Regions from separate parts of the Mus musculus genome. Here region 1 is linked to region 2. The links are chromatin contacts, called in public Hi-C maps. All regions are on one chromosome and are shown on one strand. The core of a region is the stretch at or near the end of the contact, and the rest is flanking DNA. Distances in the headings are between cores, read along the strand shown.

The links. Hi-C and Micro-C count contacts between places; a contact is called where the count stands out from the background.
Region 1: a contact with region 2 is called in a Hi-C map of liver, with 2.0 times the contacts expected there. The contact joins two enhancer-like sites. A contact is called at or near these places in 2 of 15 datasets of contacts at CTCF or cohesin (CD8 T cells and large pre-B cells) and 11 of 484 Hi-C or Micro-C datasets (B cells, the HL-1 cell line, double positive thymocytes and 5 more).

What each region holds. Positions count from the first base shown.
Region 1 is chr1:127,394,746-127,400,583 of GRCm38.p6, forward strand. Mgat5 (mannoside acetylglucosaminyltransferase 5) reads left to right here. Exons shown (of 18, transcript NM_145128.3): 11 at 2,762-2,895. All of the region lies in intron 5 of Gm51746 (a long non-coding RNA gene), which reads right to left. Among named protein-coding and RNA genes, the nearest start is that of Gm23734, 23 kb to the left of the region's middle. Within about 2 kb of position 3,211, at least 13 of the 459 cell types and tissues checked have an H3K27ac peak or open chromatin away from gene starts, as enhancers often do. A contact at or near this core is called in liver, where this site is marked.
Region 2 is chr1:127,275,281-127,281,008 of GRCm38.p6, forward strand. The region is part of intron 2 of Mgat5 (mannoside acetylglucosaminyltransferase 5); the gene reads left to right. Among named protein-coding and RNA genes, the nearest start is that of Gm51747, 22 kb to the right of the region's middle. Within about 2 kb of position 3,576, at least 11 of the 459 cell types and tissues checked have an H3K27ac peak or open chromatin away from gene starts, as enhancers often do. A contact at or near this core is called in liver, where this site is marked.

The DNA of each region.
Region 1 (5,838 bases), core at 1,961-4,460, 120 kb after region 2:
CCTTTGCCGAGTGTTGAGGATGCACAAGAATGTGAGATACAAATGGTCCACAGCATGCCAGCTTTTACACCAAATTCTCATCTAGAAAGTAGGCCTTGTGCTTCTGAGTATCTCTCTCACTGTAGTGTACCCTTGAACAAGAGCAATGTTCCAGGAGTCATTTGGCATTGCTGCCAAGGTCCCTCTTAGAGACAGGCCAGCTGCCTTGGGCATTGGGGCAAAAACCTGTTTAAATCCTTAGAAGGTTCCTGATGTTTCTGCCACACAGAGGGCATCCAAGCCATGGCATAAAGCTTAACACAGCACAGGTATAACTGTAGTTCCGACCTGTAGCCAGGGAGGACCTTGAACTAGAGGTCCTCCTGTCTCTACGTCCCAGTTTGTGGCTTTCGAGGACTGACACCAGAATTTGACCTCTGGTTTCTACATGCTTGCATGCACCTATGCGTGCAAGACCTGTGAACACATACCTGTGAACACACAAGAACACATGTGTACACATGAACATACATATCCCCAAAAGAGAGATCTATCATCACGCTGAGAATGCATCCAAAAAAGCCACCTAAAAATCCAATCGAGGACACTCTGCCTCTCACTCTTATGTCCCAGTGCCGTTCACTCTGAGGCCAGGCCCTTCTGTCCTTCTTGTCTTTTCCTTGTGTAGACAATTGGTGGCAAGGTGAGCGTAAAGAGACTTCAGTTGACAGTTGTATTCCCTGGAGGATGTAATCTGGAATTTGGACTTCACTGGTTTTACTTTATTTTGTTTTCAGAATCTTACCTCAAAGTGAAAATTTGCAAAAATTTAGCAGAGTTTCCTGTTAATAAGGAAAGGAAGAAGAAAGAATCCTTAAAAGTGTTGCCACCATCTGTCCTAAATGTGTCCTAAATCTGTCCAAAATGTGGGCTTCAATCTTATTTAGTTAGTGGCAGTTGCTCAGAAGTCTAGTGCCAGAGAACAACAGCAAAGAACTGTCCCCATTGGCCAACCTTGCACGCTTATTTTACATGTTTTGAAAATCCTCAGTTAATCAGCGAAGCCCCAATCAATAATGTTGGTTCTCTGATTTCTTCCTCCCAGCCATCCCCTGTGCCACCCCAACCTGTGCTCAGAATGCTTTCTTGTAAAAACCAGCTTGTGATTAGTGTGTGCTGCGCAAGCTGGTATCATCTGTGCCACAGCTTTTCCGCTGTGCCATCACAGCTTGAAGACACTCGCCAAGTTATAGACAGACTATCAACAGCAGAATGTGGCCAGGTTCCAGTAAAACTTTTACTTCCCATTGTGGAAATATGAGTGAGATTCATGGAATTTTCCTCTGTTGTGTCTTTTAAAATCATTTGAGAATGTGAAACCTTGCTAAGGGAGGGAGCTCAGTCAGTGAAGGAAGGGTTGTGCAGTGTTTCAGGACCTGAGTTCTGGCCCCAGGGCCCACATGACAAAGCTGGATGGATATGGTGGTATATGCTTTTAACACTAGTGCTGTGGGGAGGGAGGGTTAGAGACAGGAAGATTCTAGGCCCCCCTGGCCAGCCTGCCTAGCCTATTTGGCAAACTTTAGGTCAGCAAGAGACTTTGTCTCAAAAGAAGCCAAGGTAGATGGTGCCTGGAGAATGTTAGTCCCAAATTGAACCCTGACCCCCCCCCCCCACACACACACACACATTCATTCTCCCTTGTGCGCATATGCATACACAAACAAACACATACCCAGGCACACCAAAGTATATAAAACCAACTCTTAGATCACGGCTATACTAAGGACTGCTGGGTCAGGTTTGGCTCAGTTTAATAGACCAATGAGACTATATTGTACTGCATCAGTTTCTAGTCGAACTAGCAATCAGGAACTAGTATGTTATAGTTGGATATATAAAAGCCACCCCGTCTGCTAGATGAGATTGAAGTCTGTTTTGTGTTACTACAACCTAATACTGGAGCCAGACTCGTTTATTGTGAAATGGAATTTATTGCTCACTGTTAGAAGCTGAAAACTTCAAGACGGAGTGGCCCCCATCCAGGGAAGGCACATATCCTACTGTGCAAAGTTCTGCCTTGGGTCACTAGTTATCTCCTCATAAGCCACTAGTGGCATCGTGGGCCCACATCTATCACTAATTATCCCCCCAAACCCTGCCTTCAAATGACATCAGTATACCAGTGAGAGGAGTGCCTTTCCAGTATGAAGAGATACCTGTATCTGTGGCACAGGCATGATCTAACGTCAAATAATTGGTGGGAAGGTTGACAGAGGCTAAAAGCCCTGCCGCATGCCCTGTGCCCTAAGCAGAATAAGATCTGTAGAGACAATGGTGCTTCCTTTCTGTCATTATGCTCATTAGTCACTGTGTACCCAGCCCTACCGGGTGCTAAGGTCACTGCAATGAGTCCTGCAGGCCCCCTCCAGCATCCCTGGACCTTTTTTCACTGGTATTTGGGCCGCCTTCAGTGGCTAGCCCGTTCTGCCTGCCTGGATGCCTGACACCCTCTTTGTAGGTGTGGCTGCTTACCGTGGTTAAGACTCCAAAACCACCTGGTCAGGGGTGTAGCTTAGAAGGAGAGAGTTTAGTTAGCTGGCAGGCGGAGCTGGGTTTAACTCCCAGAACCATAAACCCAATTGCAAAATGAGCAAGTAAGAAAACAAGACCTAAGCTGCTTCCCGGTGGCAATTCTACTTTGAAGTGTTTGTCCGTTTGCTTTTGTCTCTCGCGCTACACCATCGGGGTTATAGTGTGACACGCAGTGCTCTCCTTGCAGGTGCATGCTCCGGGTGCTAGACTCCTTTGGAACAGAACCTGAGTTCAATCATGCGAGCTATGCCCAGTCAAAAGGCCACAAGACCCCCTGGGGAAAGTGGAATCTGAACCCGCAGCAGTTTTACACCATGTTCCGTGAGTATTCCTGGGTGGACCCTGCCTTTCAGAAAGCTACCGGAGGCAGGCGCAAAGGTTAATTAGATAATCATTTATCTGGGCTTGCGAGTCTCAGAACCCTTATCTGAAAAAGTATGTGCCTTTGAAATTTTTCCTTGGGAATACTTTTTTTTTTTCAGTAATTGGAATTGAAAGCCCTCATAAACTTTTTGTGAAGAGATTTAGAAATGTCCTAGAGAAGAGTGTTCAGTACAAGTTACCAGTAGAAGCCACATGGGAAAGGCTGCAGATCACCTCCAAATGAGCAGTTACTAAGCATATCCCAGCATCGTATCCATGTTGCTAAGGGGACGTTACGTCCGGGAAAGGAATAAGGTCTTCCATGTCAACCCGCTCTTTCCACACAGTTCAATCGTAATCATTTGAGCATGAGCATTTTTTTTTTTTTTGAGACAGGATTTTCTGTGTAGCCCTGGCTGTCCTGGAACTCAATCTATAGACCAGGCTGTCCTCAAACTCACAGAGATCTGTCTGCCTCTGTCTCCCGAGTACTAGGATTAAAGGTGTGAGCCACCACTGCCTGACTGAGCAGGAAACTTTTAAAAGAAAAGGTAATCTCAGAGCTGGGGAGATGGCTTGGCACTTGCCCTGTGAGTTCTGATCTCCAGAACATGTAGAAATGCCAAGGAAGAATAGTGGTGTGCCCGCAGTTCCAGCCCCATCCCCCACCCTTCCTCTCCCCTCCACCCCCACCCCCAGCCAAGTGGGTGGAGATGGCACTGCCAGAGTCAACAAACCAGTGTGTTCTGGTTCAAGTGATAGGCTGCCTGAGCATACAAAGTGGAGAACCACTGAACGAGATACATGACATAAACCTCTCGCCTCTACCTGCACAGATGCATACATATACCCACATGTGGGAATATACATGCATAGCACACACGCGCATGCCTTTTCTGAATGAGGACTATTTTAAATACAGTCTCATGTTTTGCTGGCTGCCTAGCTACTGAGCTCAGACTACTTTGCCGCCCTTGCTGGTGTTTGTGTGGCATTTAATAAGCGTGTGCAGTGAAGGCTTTTTCTGTGTGGTCCAGAGAATGACTTACAGTAGCTATAGTGTTAGTTTCAAATGAGTGACTTTATTGAGCATGTAGCAAGCAAAAGTTTAAAAAAAAAAAAAAAAAACCAAAAGGCAGGTAGATTGTAAAACATCAACTTGGAGACTTACACAGTATCCAGTAGACAACTGCAGTAACCTGATAGAACAAGCGGGTGTGGTCATCGAATTGGGTCTTCAGCACCCCATAGAAATTGGCTGAGGAAGAAACGATTCTGCGGGGGCCTTGACCAAGAGCCTCAACACAGTTACCTCACAGCTGCCAGTTCCCACCTGAGACATTTTTATGCACAGAATAGACAGTAGCCTTGACTGGAAAGGGCTCCCACTCTGGCTCTCCTCGAGGCATGATACCAGGTTGTCTTGCCAGTCTCCTTTCTCTGCCATAGGGTCACAGGGCCAGCTTCTTCTTAGACATGTTTGGGTCTGAAGGGGGAGATTACTACCTTGCTTCCAGAGCCAACCTCTCTCTGGGACAGTCTGTGATCATCCATCGACATAATGGATGGGTGTTACAGATTGTGTTTGGACCGATGCACTCCCTGGCACTGCTGCTGGGCTCGGAGAGGTCTCCATGAGAGCCATTTCCTGTCACCTCTGTTTCCTGCTGTTGCTCTCCATTTCCCTACTTTTGCTTTATTTCTAATTAGCCATAGATTGTAAAACCAAGTACCCAAGTACTATACTAGACAGTGTTTGTGCTAGTAAGTTATGATTAAGTCCCCATGGCACAGGAAGGCTCTATTGTTGAAATGTAAGAATTAGTGAATAAAACCATTGATTTGAAGGCTAAGGATAGAGAGCTCTCCCTTTCCAAAGTTATCAGTATGACATCATCTAGATGTTTCCATGCTAAAACAAATTTCTGAAATGTCAGTCTTAATTGTTTGAGCCAAGGCCCTATAAATGCTTAAGCTATTTTTCCCTTTCCTGGCTGTCCTTCAATTCCTTACATAGCTGCCCAGAGGTGACCCATTGTTGGGTTCCCTACATATCTCAGTGAACATGTTAGACTAGTCCTTGGGAATTAGGTCTGGGGAAAAAAAGAATTAAAAAGGATATCCAGCTGGCAAGGTGGCCATTTTAAAAATCAACTCATGTTTATGGACTGGGGAGAAACCTCCGTTGCTAGAGTGCTTGAGAAGGTCTGAGTTGGATCCCTACGACTCCTGGGAAAGGTTAGGTGTGATGGTGTGTAGTTGTAATCCCAGCGCTGGGGAGGAGGAGAGATGGGTGAATGCTGGAAGATCACTAGCCAGTCAGCCTAGCCCACTCAGTCTTTAAAAAGTTGATGGTGCCTAAGGAGTGATGCCCGACATTATCCCCTGACCTCTTTGTGCATGGGTACACACACACACACACACACACACACACACACACACACACACACACGTACACACAAAATCTGACAAAGAGAGAGTTAGACAGAGACAGAGAAAGAGACAAAGGGAGACAGAAAGAGAGAGACAGTGGCAAGGAGGGACAAAGAGAGGGGGTGGGGAAGAGAGTTGCCAGTCTAATTGTTCTTTTGAGCCCAGAGAGTTTGGCGAGAGTATGCTGTATGTATGATAGACATTATCATTTTTGGAGTTATATTGTCCTGTTATTGCCACCTGTCCCAGGGGCACAGTTCAGGGAACAAACTAATATTTGGCACACCAGGTAACAGATGGCTGTCAGCATGGCAAGGCATGATTAAAGTCTGCCTGGGGTTTGACTTTGCTATGAAATCCTGAATATGGAAAGAAGTGCCAGCCAATCAACTAAGCAGGGACCTATGTCAGGACCAGGGGGTAAAACTTGAGCTTGCATAAACTTTCAGGGACACGATGGCAGTCACC
Region 2 (5,728 bases), core at 2,326-4,825:
GGAAGAAAGAAAGAAAAGAAAAAGAAAGAAAAGAAAAAGAAAAGAAAAGAATGAGCTGGGCACCATCATCCATTCATTGCTCCTAACTTTCTGACTGGGGTTGCATTGTGTCCAGATGCCTCAACATGCCTACCCTGGAGACTTCCCCTCCATGGCTGGCTGTGTTCTAAAACTGTGAGCCAAAATACTTAAGTTGCCTTTGTTGGGTCTTGGTCCCAGCAAGGAGAAAAGCAGTCAATACACCTGTCTTTAGATTTATCTTAAATAAACTCATTTGATTTGGTCTCGTAGCGTTTAGAAATGAATGAATTCAAAAAGTTTGGGAATGACCAGATATGTACTTAATGAGAGCAATAAAGAAAGTTTGTATATTATTCATTCCACTGCCATGCCAATGCACCATGCATCGTGCAAAAATAAACTATATTAAACCAAGCTGGCTGTTCAAAGCATATTGGTTCCTAAGGAATGGAAGCCTGTGGACCTTGGAACTATATAACTTCTTAGCTTTTCTTTAGTGGGACAAATGAGGTAGGTAGGTTGGGGAATGTGGACAAAGAATGGCTGATCTAACTATTTAGGAATATTCTGAACAACAGAGATTAGATATGCTCTTATTTCCAGTACCTTATTTATTCTTCTATTTGGCACTCAAAATAACACGTGCATATGTGCATCAAAAACTGGCTTTCCCCACCCCTCCCTGCTACTGGGGATCAGGCTCCCCTTTATGAAAGTTGGGTTAGTCCTCAGGTCTTGGACTTTGTCCCACTAAAGAAAAGCTAAGAAATTATATAGTTCCAAGGTCCACAGCAGAGTCTAGGCAGCCAGGAAGCTCACCATCCAGGGAAGGAACAGTTGAGTGGCTATAGTTCCACCCAACTCCTTATGCCTGCTTGGCCTTTCTTGGCTGAACTTTGTGAGTGGCAGGGCCTCATACAGCCCAGGCTAGCCTGAAACTCCTGTGTAGCTGAGACTGACCTTATTTTCTGATCCTCTGGCCATTACCTTCAAAGTGCTAGAATTATAGGCAACACCATAACTAGCTTATATAGTTCTAGGGATGTAACCTGGCTTCTGTGCATGATAGGCACGCACCTACCTACTGTGTGAGCAATGACCACACAGCCCACAAAGATGCTTTAAAAGTTTTGTACTATAGTTTTTGTAAAACCATATCTTGTTCTTAGCCTCCAGTTCTTAGTCTCTAATTAAGACAACCACAAAAAGGAGAATCCCTAAGCAAAGGGCTCCTTCTGGTGACTGGCCTCAGTGCAGGTGACCTGGGGGTAGGTTGGGGGAGGGCTACTGGCAGTTTCCCTGTTCTTTCATGGGAATGGAAAGATCAGACCTGGCTGAGCATCCTAAGCCCCAGTAGTCACTTCTCTCTCGTTTCCTGTTGTTTTGGGGGTAAATACCAAATGTTGGGTGAGGGAGGCAGAAGGTTGTGCACAAAATTAGCTTGTTTGTCAACAACATACACACCCTTAAACATACCCTTAAAACACTGAGCCACCTTTTACCCAGGTCTTACAGAGTGGTAAATTAATGATTGGGCTTACTCAGTAACCAAGAGATGACTTACTTGGTAAAGTGCTTGCTGTGCAGGCATGAGTACCTGAGTTCTAATCCCCAGAACCCATGGAAATAATAACAATAATAGAACAGTAATAATCTGAAAGGTGATGCGCACTTGCAGTCTCAGCACTGGAAGGAACCAGGCTGATCTCTGGGGTTCTTGGCCAGTCAGCCCCTAGCCTGTTTGGTAAGCTCAAGGGTGTGACAGTCCAGGTTGTCTTCTAACCTCCACATGCATGCAAAGTAGATGCTGCACTGTGCATGTGCGCGCATGCATATAAAAGTTTTCCTAAATATGTCATAGAGCATCCCTCATGTTTCCATACTCTGCCCCTCTCTTCTCTATCATTTTTGCCTTTTCAGAAATACTCAGTTTCTTAAAGGGAAAGGGGACACATTAATAAGGCCTTGAGACTTGGAAGTTTCCCAAGTGATGGCAAGAAAGGACTGTTCCATCGCTGGACTTCACTGACCAGACAGACTGCAATTTGCTTGTGTTGCCTTATATTTGACTCTGAGTTTTTTCCTGGGGAGCAGCTCTGTCTAGATGAGCCTTTTGCAAAATGTTTGTATTCTGTTTGTACCAAGCCTGTGCCCCTACAAACTGGGGTAAAAATGTGGCTTTGCATAATGCTCTTCTTGCTTCTCTTGAAATAGGGAACGTGTGTGTGTGTGTGTGTGTGTGTGTGTGTGTGTGTGTGTGTGTGTGGTGTGTATGTTTGGGATAAATTTGTGGGGTGGTTCCTGGTTGGGAAGTACCCTTTTTGTCTAATCAGAGTTTTGGATGGCTTTGGAATTGTGAATACATCAAGACAGGGGAGACTTAGGAGAGCCCTCTCTTGCCTTCAGATCTTGGGTTCTAAGATGCAAAAGGGTTGATATCAAGAGTTCCATCCCCAGCACCTCACAAGCCAGCCATGATGACACTGGCTTGTAAGTCAAATACTTGGGAGGAAGCAGGAACTGAAGTTCAAGATCACTGGTAGCTACATAGTGAGTTGGGGGTCAGCATGGGATTTATGAGACCTTAAAAAAAAATGGGGCTTGGAGAGCTGCTTAGCAATTAAGAACACATGCTACTCTTGCAGAGGACCTGGGTTCAGTTCCCAGCACCCATGTGGTAGCTTACAGCCACCTGTAACTCCATCTCTAGGAGATTGAATGCCCTCTTCTGACTTCTGCAGGCACCAAGCATACATATGATATGCATACACACATGCAGGCAAAACACTCAGACACATAAATCTAAAAAACTTTTGACTTCTACCAGTTCAATTGGTGGTAGCTTAGTTTATGTATATTAAAGATGGCGTTTGTTTTATGAAGGGCAGTCAGCAGATGGAAGATGACTGTTTCCATTGTGCTCTTGTGAAATCAAGCCAGATTTTCAGTTTTTGGATGGGGAAGTCTCATGTTGCAATCTGTATTCATGAAGGGTACAGAGATCATTAAAAAGAGAAAAGTAATCTCTCAGCCATTGGCCAAACCAAACAACAACCATAATGTTATATTAACCTTTCTTAATAAGAACTCTGGGTCTTTAGTTGAGGCAGTGTCCTGACTGGAAGCGCTTTCTGGGAAAGTACCGAAGGAACATCAAAACTTGACCAGGAAATAAATACTGCTGGCCTGAGAAATTAGCTCAGGGCCTCCAGATCTCCTTCACCCAATGGGGATGTGATTCATCTTTCTGCTGTTTCTGGGGATAGCTCACTTCAAATGTGGGAAGTGGTCAATAGAAGTGAGATGGCTACTCTCTTTTATGTGTTCTAGTCAGCATTTCATCTCTGCATCTAGGGGGTGAACCTTGTAGTTTCCCAGGGGGGTGGGGGGAAGGAGGGAGGGAGGGGGAGAAAGATGGGAGAGAGAAAGAGAGGAAGAAACAGGAGAAAGAGAGAGAGAGAGAGAGAGAGAGAGAGAGAGAGAGAGAGAGAGAGAGAGGGGTATAGGAATGTTTGAGTAGAGAAAGAGAAAGATATGGAGACATGAGTCAGAGTATGCTCAGTGGTCTCTGCATGACACTGGAGTCTGCCTGTAGAGTCTTGCTTCACACGCACACACGCATATCCTAGTTATCTTAATATTAATAAAGCCTCAGTTGAGGAAATACTTAGATCGTATTGGCCTGTGGGCATGTCTGTGGGTGATTGTCTTGACTGCTAGTTAATACAGGAGGGCCTAGCCTACTGTGGGCAGCACCATTTCTTAGGCAGATGGTCCATATATAAGAAAGCTGGCTAAGCACTGGTCTGTGAGTGAGCCAGCAAGCATATGCTTCTTGTCTCCAGGCTCTTGCTCCAGCTTCCCTCTGTGATGGATTGTGACCCAGCAGGGTAAGCCGAATAGACCCTTTCTTCTCGAAGATGCTTTTGGTTAGAACTTTATCATAGCAATGGAAACGCTACCTAGAACCTGGCTGAGCAGAAGCATCATGTTCAGTGGGACAACAATTCTGTGTCCCGGGACTCTGGGGGCTCAAGTTTCCTTAACTGATTCTTGATTGTGCAATATATAAAGTCCTAGGGAGATGGTAGAACTCTTGGTGGGGGCAGATGGGCAGGTGGACCTCGGTTTGGGTGAAAGTGAGTTGGACAGATACATATGCTGAGGGAGGTGATTTGTAGGCTTTTGTTCCATCGTGGGTGCTGCAGACACCCATGATAGTTATTGCTGCCAGTGTGACTGGCTCTAGAATCCCCTCGAGGTCTCAGGCTGTGGAGGTACCATAGAGCTTCTGGACTGCTCTCACCATGCAAGGTTCTGCATTCAAGCAGGAAGGTGCAGACTCTGCCTTTGAGAGGGAGACAGATGTGGAAAACAGGCATTTCATGCCAGTGGACGTTGACTAGAGGCCAGACTGTCTATCTTTTGTTTCAGTGTAATGCGTCTAGGGATGTCACTGAGGTACGTACGGATGAGGAGCGACTTTGTAAGAGAGTCTGCTCTGTGGCTTCCCCGGGTTTCTAGCCTCCTCCTGGAGATCTCGATTGCCCTTTAGGCTAGACCAGAAAGTGTCTTTTGATTTTAAAACAAATTGGTTAAGCAGTCTCTTGCCTTCTGAAATGTCTTTCGAAGACTCCTCCCTTGCCTGAGAGGATCCCTGCTTTCCATTAAGTGGAACGTTCCCTACAATCACTTTCTGTCTTTGTGAACAGTTTCCCTCCTCTTATGTCATATAGCTTAGATTGGCCTTGAACTTGCTTTATAGCTGAGGATGGCTTTGAACTTCTGATCTTCCTACTTTCACTTCCTGTTGCCGAGATGGCAGGTTATGCTCCATTACATCCAGTTTATAAGCCTAGATAGAACCCAGGGTTTCATGCATGCCAGGCAAGTACCAAACTGTACTGTATCTTCTACCTGACAGGCTACCTTTAAAAGTGATGTTTTCCTTCAAAATTGAAGAGCTGAAATGTGGTCTCTAATTCTTGCAGTAGAATTACCTCTGTATGAAGATTTAGAGGATTTAGAGGATAAACTTCTGGCTTGCTTTTAAGAGATATTATTTTAAACTATGTATATTGTGTGTGTGTGTGTGTGTCCTTGTGGCCATGTACACATGAGTGCAGTACCCGCAGCAGCCAGAAGAGGGTGTTCAATCCCCCTATTGTTAAAGGAAGCTGTGAAGGCATCTGATGTGGATGCTAGGCATCAACACAGATCCTCTGCCCAAGCAATATATATGCACTCTTGGCTGCTGAGCCATCTCTCCAGCCTCAATGTTTGGCTTTCTTGAGTTGAGATTTTTGCAGCAGGGAGAAGCAGTAACCCTGTAATATATATGCCTTCTGTTTAGACATGTTGAGCAAAATCTATCTGAGAAACTAGAATGTGTTAGTAATCGGTCCATTTATTGTTTTTGTTTTGTTTTGTTTAGCTAGATGCTTTCTGAATATTGACTTGTTTTTTCACACCTCCTTTGGAGTCAGATAACCTTGGGAGAGGGATCTGTTGTCACCACGCCCCTGGGGGAGTTTTAGAAGCCGGCATCAGCTCATTCTCTGACCCTCTATGTTGACTGAACGGTGCATTTTTTGACATTAAAGATGAAATGAGAAACAATCTCATTTGGTTCTGAATCTGAAATGCCTCTAAACCTAAAATTATTTGAATGCACAAGGAGATTCCACTCCGACTTCATGTGACTGAT